Regions from separate parts of the Mus musculus genome. Here region 2 is linked to region 1. Evidence: chromatin contacts called from public HiChIP or PLAC-seq data. All regions are on one chromosome and are shown on one strand. The core of a region is the stretch at or near the end of the contact, and the rest is flanking DNA. Distances in the headings are between cores, read along the strand shown. Region 1 overlaps Sirpa (signal-regulatory protein alpha). Region 2 has its middle 21 kb from the start of Gm39933.

Region 1 (5,663 bases), core at 1,380-3,879:
GACCTTTCACAGCCTGAGGACCTGGGACCAGCACGATAAGATAACCAAATAGCAGAGTCTGATGTAGCTTTTGGAGATGGCCGGTTAGCCTTGTGGTGCTTGTATAAGGAAGAGAAGAATCCAGGATGTATCCCACGCTCGTCTGGATCCCTCGTGAGTAATGGTGGTGCCAATTTTAAAGCAGAACAGACAAATGCTTACGGTGTGGAATACTGCTCTGAAAGACAGGAATGACCTCCTGAGAACAGAGTTTGGGAGTTCTGTGAAGGTTCAGATAAGGCTGTTTAAAATAGGGTTTCAGCCGAGCACCGTGGTATATGCTTTTAATCCCAGCACTTGGGAGGCAGAGGCGAGTGGATCTCTGTGAGTTCAAGGCCAACCCAGGCTACAAAGTGAGACCCTGTCTCCAAAGAAAAGTGTTAAAATAGGACTTCAAAGATCTGAAGGGAGAGTTCTCTGTGCAGAGGCCTTGGGGCTGTTTGACAGGCGCTAGCTTCAAGGTTGGGTGCCTGTGCCTATGTGCTAAGGCATTGTGGCAAGGAGGAACAGAAAGCAGAGAGGAAGATATGCAAGAAGATGTGAGGTTGCCATAGAGAAGCAGCCACACCAACCCAACACTGCTGGTGAAGCCTTCCAGGGAGGAAACACATCGTTAAGTCTTAAAGGATACATATACGTTGACAGAGAGAAAAAGTAGTAAGGACTTTGTCCTGAATAGTTTCGTGCCAGCTTGACACAAGCTAAAGTCATCTGAGAGGAGGGAACCTCAATTGAGAAAATACCTCATTAAGATTGGGCTGTAAGCAAGCTTGTGGGGCGTTTTCTTAATTAGTGATTGATGGGGGAGGGCCCAGCTCATTGTGGGTGGTACCATCCCTGGGTAGGTGTTTTGGGGTTCTACAAGAAAGCAGGCTAAGCAAGCCATGAGGAGCAAGCCGGTAAGCAGCACTTCTCCATGGTTTCTACACCAGCTCCTGCCTCCTTTGAGTTACTGTCTTGACTTCCTTCAGTGATAACAGTGATGAGGGAGCATAATTTCAGTAAAATCTTTCCTCTCCGGGTTGCTTTAGTCATGGTGTTTCATCCCAGCAATAGTAACCATAGGAAGGAGAGAGTGAGCCAAGGCTCTCGCCGAAGCAGAAAAATGCAAAGCAGCTGCAGCCCTCATGCATGGGACATGGGACAGTGTAAGAGTGGCTAAGTGAGCAGGCTCAGCAGTGTGTGTGTGTGTGTGTGTGTGTGTGTGTGTGTGTGTGTGTGTGTCTAGTGACTGGATATGAACCAAACAAGCAACAGGGACTGCAGAAGGTGGGAACTGGAGACTGGGGAGAGAGCGGCATGATCCCCTGTCTTTGCATCCTGGATCCTGGAGGACTGTTTGGCCACATGGGGCACCTTATGATCCAGGCAGTCATGACAGCTCTATCAAACACCCTGCTGCCAAGCCCCATTGCTCATTCTGCCATTGTTCATGCTTGAGTGACCCAGGTTTCTGGCTTGAAAATTGATATAACTCCTACAGAACCCGTCTTGGCTCGTCACTTTCACCGTGACCCTCCAGGGAGCCACGCCTGGTCTCTTGATGGCGAGACCAGGGGTATGTCAGTGGTTGTTGTTGCTTATTAAGCACAGCATTTTGTTCCTTTTCTTTTCACAACAATACGTAGGTCTATCTATAACATAGAACACTTGGGAAATGTGGGAAGGGAAGACAAGAAGCAGGGCTCTGCAGATCACCGTTGCTCGCATTTTCTTTCCAGTTCCCGCACATTTTCATTGAGAGTGCCTTACTCAGTGACTCAGACATGCCACTCTATTAGCATGAACAAGGCACTGAACCCTGTCCCCAGCACCACAAAAATAAAATGGAAACTTCTCATCTACTTTTTGAACACAGAAGAGTTTAGTTTATGCTAATTTCAAAAAAAATCAAAAACAAAACAAAACAACAAAAAAAAAAACCCACTGCCCATCGGACAGTTTATGCCCCAGGACATAAACTTATTTCTGTATCTTGTCCAGGGCGCAGGCCTCTGTATATTCAATCCCCCCAAAAGGTGCAGTTATGATTCAAAAGATGGAGCATTATCCTTGTTCGTGATTTGTCCACCACCTCCAGGAAGGGTTGGCCTGGTTTGTCCCCACGGCAGCGGGTGGAAGTCCTCTTCATCCCACCCTCCCTACCGTGGGCCTTTCCAGCACTATCATTTCTAGAGATCCTTCCAACAGAAGCTTTTCAAAAAGCCCGTGTGCTTTGTTTAGAATTCCCTCAGTGAGCCTGGCTCCTGTGTCCAGACGTTTGATAAGCGCTTACGGTCCCTCCTCCGCTCACGTAGGAAGCAGGTCCCGAATGTGGTTCTGGTTGATTTGCATAAGCTCTTCAGATAGATATTTTTATCTGAGTCTCTTTCCATTTCAGGTTGCACGAGCCCGAGAAGAACGCCAGGGAAATAACCCAGGTACAGTCTTTGGTGAGCTGCCCTTCCTGGGAAACTCGGGGTGTGATTTCCTTGCTTCAACCGGAGTTGCGGATCCAGTTCTAAATTAAGTCTCTGGGCTAGGGAGGAGGAGCTGTGCATTACTGAGTCACCCATGAGTCCTCTGCATCCTTCTCCAGCTCCAGCTGGAGAGTCTGGGGCTCCTGGGTTCGTTGTGAATCATTGCATAACATGGGGTACCAGTGTCCCACGTAAACGATACCCAGAGTCAGATTCCAGCTTCCTTTGTTGCTGCACATTCCTGCTTCTGGGCCCCTGCTCTAGCCAGTTCTACCACTGGGAGCCATCGTCAGCTCACCTTACTCTTCCCTGCCTGTCATGGCCTCTCTCACCTTTGTGGAGGAGGAGGAGGAGGAAAAACCCTGTGTCACCAGTGACCTGGATGGATGACAAGATGTCCTGGACCTGGTAGCTTCTCCCTGTTCATCGTTGAGGAGATTTCATAGGCAGTATTAATTCGTTTATTTCCCAGATCCCTGAGCCCTGTTGTCTCTGTCCAACAGTGTCACCTCTGGGGACACAGGGTTCCTCAGAGCCTTGTAAAACAAGACAAACCCAGTCCTGAACCTGGAACGAAAGCCTCAGCTTTCCTGCTATTTCCAAAGCAGTTGACACCACTTTAGACATAACCTGCTGACGGGGCCAGGCTTGGAGAGGTGTGGGATTTGTAAGCCAGACATCTTGTTGTGCCAGCCCGTACCAGCCTTAGGCATGAGCTAAGCAGTAATTAGCAAATATGAGACCATTTCTAGTCATGGCAACCAGAGTTCTTGCCCCCTGTTATTTTGTTTCTGTGCTTCCTTCTGGAATCTTCTGGGTAAAAGACTTGGTTAGTGAAGCCTGTAGAAATTCACATTCCAAGACTTACTGAGTGTGCAAATACATGTCAGGCCCTGGCCCCCAATATCAGCCTTAGTATCTTGCCAGGGAGGGAGACCAGTTCAGTCTCCATGATTTCCCCGACAGCAGGCCTCAGGGTAGAGGTACCACAGTGTGGGAAGTTCACCATGTTAGGCTCCAACAGGCTTCATTTCTTTTCCTCAGCTGAGTGAACTTAGACCAAATCACTGAATTTATATCTGCTCCCTAGGTCACCATTTTTACCTGTAAAATAGGGTCAGTCACTCTTCCTGAGTAGCGTTGTCATCAAGCCTTTGTGTAATGACTTCTGACTATGTGATTGCATCCATCTCTCCGTCTAGCCATCTACCCAACCATCCTCCCATCTGTCTGTCTTTCCATCCATCCATCCATCCTGTCACCATGGACTGGGCCTCTGTGCTAGCCTTGTTGTCTGCAGTATAACAAATGCCCAGTTAACGAAAAAAGAAATGTTGTGAAATAAACATGTAAACGAAGAGGTGTTCCCTATCTTGTGGGAGATCACATTTGCTAAGGTTGCAAAACAAACATAGTCTTTGGTGGTAGATGCTATGCTAGGGAGATGTGAACTGAATTGCTCAGAGGAGCTCTGGGTCCAGCCAGAGGTATTGAGGACCAAGAAGTATCTTAGGGTAGAGCAGTGCTAGAGCAGAATTGTACATGGTTCACTGGGGTCTCTTATGTGGGAGAGGTGAGAGTGGGTGATCCAGGACAAGGAAAAGATATGGGAAGGGGGAGGGGATAGCTTCAGGTGGTTCCACCCAGAAAGAAGGAGGTGACATGAACCTGGAGGAAGCAAGCTGGGACTGGAAAGGGACATGTGATAACCACCCGAGTGTTTCAGAAGACCCTTTGGGCTCTGTGAGGAGGAAGGTGGATTGGAAGAAGAAAGGCTGGAAATGGGATACCATTGGCAGAGTGAAGGCTGAGCCCACTGGGAAAGAAGTGGGCCGATTTTGTTGCCAGTTGGTGGGTCAATAGGCTGGGGCTCCAGAATGACTTTCTCTCTGTGTCTTTTAGATCCAGGACACAAATGACATCAACGACATCACATACGCAGACCTGAATCTGCCCAAAGAGAAGAAGCCCGCACCCCGGGCCCCTGAGCCTAACAACCACACAGAATATGCAAGCATTGAGACAGGCAAAGTGCCTAGGCCAGAGGATACCCTCACCTATGCTGACCTGGACATGGTCCACCTCAGCCGGGCACAGCCAGCCCCCAAGCCTGAGCCATCTTTCTCAGAGTATGCTAGTGTCCAGGTCCAGAGGAAGTGAATGGGGCTGTGGTCTGTACTAGGCCCCATCCCCACAAGTTTTCTTGTCCTACATGGAGTGGCCATGACGAGGACATCCAGCCAGCCAATCCTGTCCCCAGAAGGCCAGGTGGCACGGGTCCTAGGACCAGGGGTAAGGGTGGCCTTTGTCTTCCCTCCGTGGCTCTTCAACACCTCTTGGGCACCCACGTCCCCTTCTTCCGGAGGCTGGGTGTTGCAGAACCAGAGGGCGAACTGGAGAAAGCTGCCTGGAATCCAAGAAGTGTTGTGCCTCGGCCCATCACTCGTGGGTCTGGATCCTGGTCTTGGCAACCCCAGGTTGCGTCCTTGATGTTCCAGAGCTTGGTCTTCTGTGTGGAGAAGAGCTCACCATCTCTACCCAACTTGAGCTTTGGGACCAGACTCCCTTTAGATCAAACCGCCCCATCTGTGGAAGAACTACACCAGAAGTCAGCAAGTTTTCAGCCAACAGTGCTGGCCTCCCCACCTCCCAGGCTGACTAGCCCTGGGGAGAAGGAACCCTCTCCTCCTAGACCAGCAGAGACTCCCTGGGCATGTTCAGTGTGGCCCCACCTCCCTTCCAGTCCCAGCTTGCTTCCTCCAGCTAGCACTAACTCAGCAGCATCGCTCTGTGGACGCCTGTAAATTATTGAGAAATGTGAACTGTGCAGTCTTAAAGCTAAGGTGTTAGAAAATTTGATTTATGCTGTTTAGTTGTTGTTGGGTTTCTTTTCTTTTTAATTTCTTTTTCTTTTTTGATTTTTTTTCTTTCCCTTAAAACAACAGCAGCAGCATCTTGGCTCTTTGTCATGTGTTGAATGGTTGGGTCTTGTGAAGTCTGAGGTCTAACAGTTTATTGTCCTGGAAGGATTTTCTTACAGCAGAAACAGATTTTTTTCAAATTCCCAGAATCCTGAGGACCAAGAAGGATCCCTCAGCTGCTACTTCCAGCACCCAGCGTCACTGGGACGAACCAGGCCCTGTTCTTACAAGGCCACATGGCTGG
Region 2 (5,663 bases), core at 809-3,308, 250 kb after region 1:
ACTCTGTGGTCTTCCCCTTCTCTCAGTCGATTGTTTCCTTGGCCACACAGAAGCTTTTGAGTTTTAAGCGTCCCCATTTGTTAGTCATTGGCCTTAATTTCTGGGCAAATAGAGTCGTGCTCAGCAAGCCCCTTCCCACACATATGTCCTGTAGGTTCTGTCTGTAATCTTCCAGGGTTCAGGCTTCACAGTGAGGCCTTTTGTTCATTTGGCCTGAATTTGTCTACTGAGTCATAGGTGTGTTTCTAAATTCAGTCTTTTATGTATGGAGATGCGGTTGTCCCAGGTCCACTGTTTGAAGATGTTCCCCACCCCCACCCCCACCCCCACTGTGTGCTTTTTGCCATCTTTGTCAAATACCAGATGGCTGTAGTTACATGTACTCGGGTTGGGTCTTCTGTTTTGTCCCGCTGATCTCCAAGTCTTTTTCTGCCAGTACCGTGCTGCTTTGATGACTGTAGCTCTGTAATAAATCTAGAATGCCAACCTCCCCAGCATTGGTCCCCCTCCCCGAAAAGCTGAAGACTGCTTTGGCAATGTGGGGTCTTTTGTGGTTCCATATGAATTTTTTTTCTTTCTGTTTTTGCAAAGAATGACATAGGGATTTGGTTGCATTTAATCTGCAAATGGCTTTTGGTACTATGGTCATTTTCATAATAGGAATTCTACCAATCCATGAGTACAGGAGGTCTTTGCATCTTAACATGTCGTCCTCAATCTGTTCTTTCAGAAATGTAAAGTTTTCCATTGTAGAGATCTCTCACCTTCTTGGTTAGGTTTATTCCAGGTATGGGATGATTTGTGTTGGGGGTGGGAGGCATTTAACTTTCCTGGGCTGTGTGCCACAGGTTGGATACACACGTTCTACACAAAGCAATGTTTCTTTCATGTACACTCAATCATAGGCTCAGATTTTCTCCCGCACATTTGCAAGCACCCAGGCACACACACTCTATCCATGGCTTGCCTATTTACATCCGCCTTAGACTGCCTGGCACTCAGAACCAGGGATGCTGCCGCCCTCTCCTGGAAAGATTTGGGAAGTGCACCCGGGGTCTTGCCAGGAAGTGCTTGGTTGCAAACCTCATTCTAATCTTAATTCACCTTTACAGGTGTGGATGATTTCTGCTCACTGTGTCCCCCAAGGCCCCTTCAAGGGGTCTCTACCATTTCCAAGATTCCTTTCCTGACTGTGACATTTGGTTCTGGCCCTGGACATCAGGGGGGGGGGGGAGTTCTAGCCAGATTTGGAAAAGGAAGGAGGGAAGAATTGGTAAATTGACTTAGGCAAGTAAGATAATTTGGCTCTTTACCTCTCCAAGACTGAGTTTCAGAATTATCAGCGAGGTTTGGCAGAATTTCTGTGCAAGTGTTATTCTTATAGTCACAGGTTCTGAATAAGATGTGAAAGGCACTGGCTGTCAGAACGACCTCGAATTTTTTCCCCTCCAGTTCACACGGAGCCACTGAGAATGTCTGGGCAAGACAGGAACAGAAGAGCCTTGTTTTGGAAAGATTAACTGGACCGTGCACATTGTTCATTCGTTTGTGTAACAAGCAGTGCTTTTTAAAAATATCTTGGCCAGGCTGTGGAATGCAGTAGTGACCGGATGGAGGTGCTATTAGCTTCCATGTAACTCCGAGCCTAGGAGCAATGGCGGGGGTGGGGTGTGTGTGGGAGACCCAGATAGGGCATCACTTCAGTCCTAGGTGAGCCCTTGGTGATATGAGGTTCACAAAAGAGCCCCAGCTCTTGCCCGGATAAGCCCTGTGGGGGAGCAGAAGTGAATCAGCTCAGCTGTGGTTTAAGTATAGATCTCAGAGCAGGACAGTGCCTGGTGCTCCCTGACTTCCCGCTCCATAAAATGAGAAAACAGCCTGGCCCATTTAGGAGCTGCATCTGTTGATTTTCCTTTTCCAGACCCAATCAAATAACATGCAAATAGATGCAAGAGGTCCTAAGTCAGGGTACAGCAAACGAGCACAGCATGGCCTGCCTGCTGCAATTACAGTCAACAGCATCTAGGATGTGACCAACATGAGTGATGATTTGCTGTCGGTTGCATAATCACCGAGGGACCAGATGAGGAGACTCAGAAACCTCAACAAGCTGTCTGGGGAGGTGCACTCCCGAGCAGGTGTCTGCTGCACAGGCTCGCTGCATTCAGGAAGCAACACAAAGATGAGGCCGGACTTCTTCCTCAGGCAGGGATGGAGTATCCAGTCATTCTCTGAAGATGTGTATAATAGGTTTGATGTTTCGGGGCTTGGTCCTCCCCGAGGCCACTGGGTAGCTGTGCAAGTTCCAACTAGCCACTTCTCAGTTGTTTTGTCCCCCACCCCCGGCCTCCACAGAGTCCAGAGACAAGGAAGGACAGAAGCCATGAAAGTGTCCTGGGTTGGACTCCTCAGAAGTTGACCTTGAGACAAGGATTCCTGTGAAAGTGACTCAGACGGAATCATTCTCTGGGACAGTGACTTAAGCTGAACCATCCCCGAGAAGTGGAGGGTAGGTGGTTAGAAGTGAAGGAGGGGACCAAGCATGGTGTGCCACTTCCAAATCCTACTTTGGATCTGCTCTGCCAAGGGTCATGCCTTAAAGCCATCACATTTATAGGGCTAGGGCATGGGGGAATAAGACCCCTGTTCACCTCAGTGACTGATGGCAATAAACTGTCTCCCAGGTATGCTTCCCACACACGGGCAAAGCTGGGGCCATCAGGAGATGCATTCTGATTGACTGCATTGAGAGCATTTTGGCAGCTGCTGTGTGCTCTGCACACCATGGCACACAAAGGGTTGTCACTCCCAGAGGGCAAGTGCTTTCCAAGCTGTGAAAAGCTGCACTTGTGTTGGGAGACTCACCTCGCTTCATGAGTCTGTTTCTTCCTGGGAAAGAGATTGCATCAACACACTGGGGTTGGCATGAAGACAGAGCTACTGAGAGCTGCATGTCTTCTGTGGTTCCTGTCTGTTGTACAAGTCTGAATCTGTGCCTACCTGAATGTCCCTGGGTCCCCGTGTCTGTGTGTGTTCATGTGTGTGTGTGTCTGTACTGGCTAGTTTTGTGTCAACTTGACACAGCTGGAGTTATCACAGCGAAAGGAGCTTCAGTCGAGGAAATGCCTCCATGAGATCCAACTGTAAGGCATTTTCTCAATTAGTGATCAAGGGTGAAAGACCCCTTGTGGGTGGGACCATCTCTGGGCTGGTAGTCTTGGGTTCTATAAGAGAGCAGGCTGAGCAAGCCAGTAAGGAACATCCCTCCATGGCCTCTGCATCAGCTCCTGCTTCCTGACCTGCTTGAGTTCCTGTCCTGACTTTCTTGGTGATGAACAGCAGTATGGAAGTGTAAGCCGAATAAACCCATTCCTCCCCAACTTGCTTCTTGGTCATGATGTTTGTGCAGGAATAGAAACCCTGACTAAGACAGTGTCTAACAAAGGGCTTCTGCCCTGTATATATTGAACAGCACAGAAAGCATCACACGGGGAAGAAGTGGGATACTTTATACAAATCTTCAACCGAGTTTTACAAAGAGTTAAGTCGCTGATTCCAACTGGCCCAGATAACAAGCAGTACAAGTATCATTGCTCATCACCGTAGTCATGCTGTCCTCAACACTCAGTTAGGGCTACTCATTTAAAAGGTTGCTTTGAACCTATGTCTGATGTTTTCAGCCAATGATTATCATAACATGCTAACAAACATATATACATTGCTCTCTGGGTCAGGGACATGGAAGAGTACATGGAAGATTATGATTATGTGTTATTAGCCTAGGTTGTAAATCTCATTATGTGGGAAATCCAAGGCAAGTCAGGTTGGTTGTTACATTGTTGTCTTAAAGTCAGTTTTTACATTGTTCTCTTAAAGACAGGTTAAACAAGCCGGTTGAGTACACAGTAGAATATCAGCCTTAAGTCTTATATGATCCTAAAGTATATTAACAGGCTGTAAGAGATTAGACTGGAAGAGATTATAATAATGTATTGCCACATATACTAAGCAGTTTGCACTCTTCTTGCCTCATGCACACAAACACACACACACACACACCCCTCATCTCAGTGCTCACTGTAGATCCCATTCTACGCAGGACACATACACAATCTGTAGGGCCTAGTGCAAAATGAAAATGTACAGTGCTCATCCAAAGAAATACTTTAAGAATTCTAAGACAGCTGCAACAAGGATTAAGCTAAATGTACGATACTTCTAAAGGCAGGACTTTATAAAAGTTTAGATTCTATGCTGGTGAGGCCAGTCCTGTTCTAGGCCATTGCCCTAGTGTCTGAACTCTGGGTCTCCTCTAGGCCCCCAACATGTTCTGTGTTCCTGATTCAGTACTGATTGCATGCAATTAACTGTATTTCTTTTCCTACCAGACTCTAAGTACCAGGGGGAAAGGCTCCCATCTGTCTTGCTTTGGGGATGTCCTAGATGCCTGGCACACAGCATAGCACATCAGGCATTCTATAAATATTTGTCAAACTGGGATTCACTGCACAAATAATTTGTTCAACAAATAAATGTCCCAGAGCTTCTGATATGCCAGCCAGAACTCTCAAAAAATTGATTATATCCATGAACCAAAGACTCCCATAGACTTCCCATTCTAGGAAGAGAGACACCAGACATGTCTTCTGGCAGATTCTGGCAGAAGACGACTCTGGGGGTAGGACGTGAGTATGAGTGGATTGTTTGGGAAGGATAAGGAATGCCCACAGAGGGACTGGAGAAGGCTACTTCTGTTTTCAATGGGGCTGAACTCCAGTGGAGGAATCTAGAGGATTGCAGTAGTTCACTTTATATGTTAACTCGATTGGGTTAATGTCCAGGCAGCTGACAGAGCCTGTTTCTTGATGTGTCTGTGAGGGTGTTTCTGAACATCATCGACCTCACGATTGCTGTTTAAGGGCAGTGAGAAACTAACCAACCAGCCAACCAAAGGAAGAATGGCTCACCTTAACTTGAGCATCACCCTCTGCTCCTGAACGCTGGCACTCCTGTTTTCCCAACAGTCCAGGTCCATTTTGTGTTACTTTTTTTTTTTTTAACCGACTTGCTTTAATCTATAGTCTGGGAGCTAGACAGGGACATGAGGGAAGGGGCGGGATAGGAGTCTAGGAGAGCAAGATGAGCATCATTGTGCTGGCTGCACAAGAGTCTGGAAAAGAATTTTAGCCCTTCACTCTCTTCACTGAAGAAAGACACATAGGAGGAGCTGAGGTGTCTGGTAGAAGTTAACAAGGAAACCACTTCTTTTTTAAACCTGGGTCAACTCCTTGGATGCCATATTGACATATATATTCATATATATTAATATAAAAACATATTTTATTTATTACTTTTATTTTATGTGCATTGGTGATCTGCCTGCAGATATGCAGATATGCCTATGTGAGCATATCGGATCTTGGAGTTACAGACAGTTATGTCAGTTTTTTTTTAAAATGTGTATGTATGTTTTACCTGCATGTGTGTCTATAAACTATGGGCTTTCTGGCGATGGAGGTCAGAAGAGGGCATGAGGTCTGCTGGGATTGGAGTTACAGACAGCTGTGATTCGACATGTGGGTGCTGGGAATAAACCCCTTATTCTGGAAGAGCAGCCAGTGCTCTAAACTGCTGAGCCATCTATCACTCCAGCCCCTCACTCA

What was found. HiChIP or PLAC-seq counts read pairs in DNA pulled down with a chosen protein or histone mark.
Region 2: a contact with region 1 is called in an H3K27ac HiChIP or PLAC-seq map of SST interneurons, with 2.2 times the contacts expected there. The contact joins two enhancer-like sites. A contact is called at or near these places in 1 of 484 Hi-C or Micro-C datasets (embryonic stem cells), 2 of 115 datasets of contacts at active chromatin or transcription factors (SST interneurons and neural progenitor cells) and 2 of 9 other capture datasets (embryonic stem cells and liver).

Annotation. Positions count from the first base shown.
Region 1 is chr2:129,625,527-129,631,189 of GRCm38.p6, forward strand. It overlaps Sirpa (signal-regulatory protein alpha), which reads left to right. Exons shown (of 9, transcript NM_001355158.1): 8 at 2,420-2,459; 9 at 4,401-5,663. The coding sequence ends at 4,658. Among named protein-coding and RNA genes, the nearest start is that of Sirpa, 36 kb to the left of the region's middle. Within about 2 kb of position 2,630, at least 24 of the 459 cell types and tissues checked have an H3K27ac peak or open chromatin away from gene starts, as enhancers often do. A contact at or near this core is called in SST interneurons, where this site is marked.
Region 2 is chr2:129,872,698-129,878,360 of GRCm38.p6, forward strand. No RefSeq gene overlaps it. Among named protein-coding and RNA genes, the nearest start is that of Gm39933, 21 kb to the right of the region's middle. Within about 2 kb of position 2,059, at least 21 of the 459 cell types and tissues checked have an H3K27ac peak or open chromatin away from gene starts, as enhancers often do. A contact at or near this core is called in SST interneurons, where this site is marked.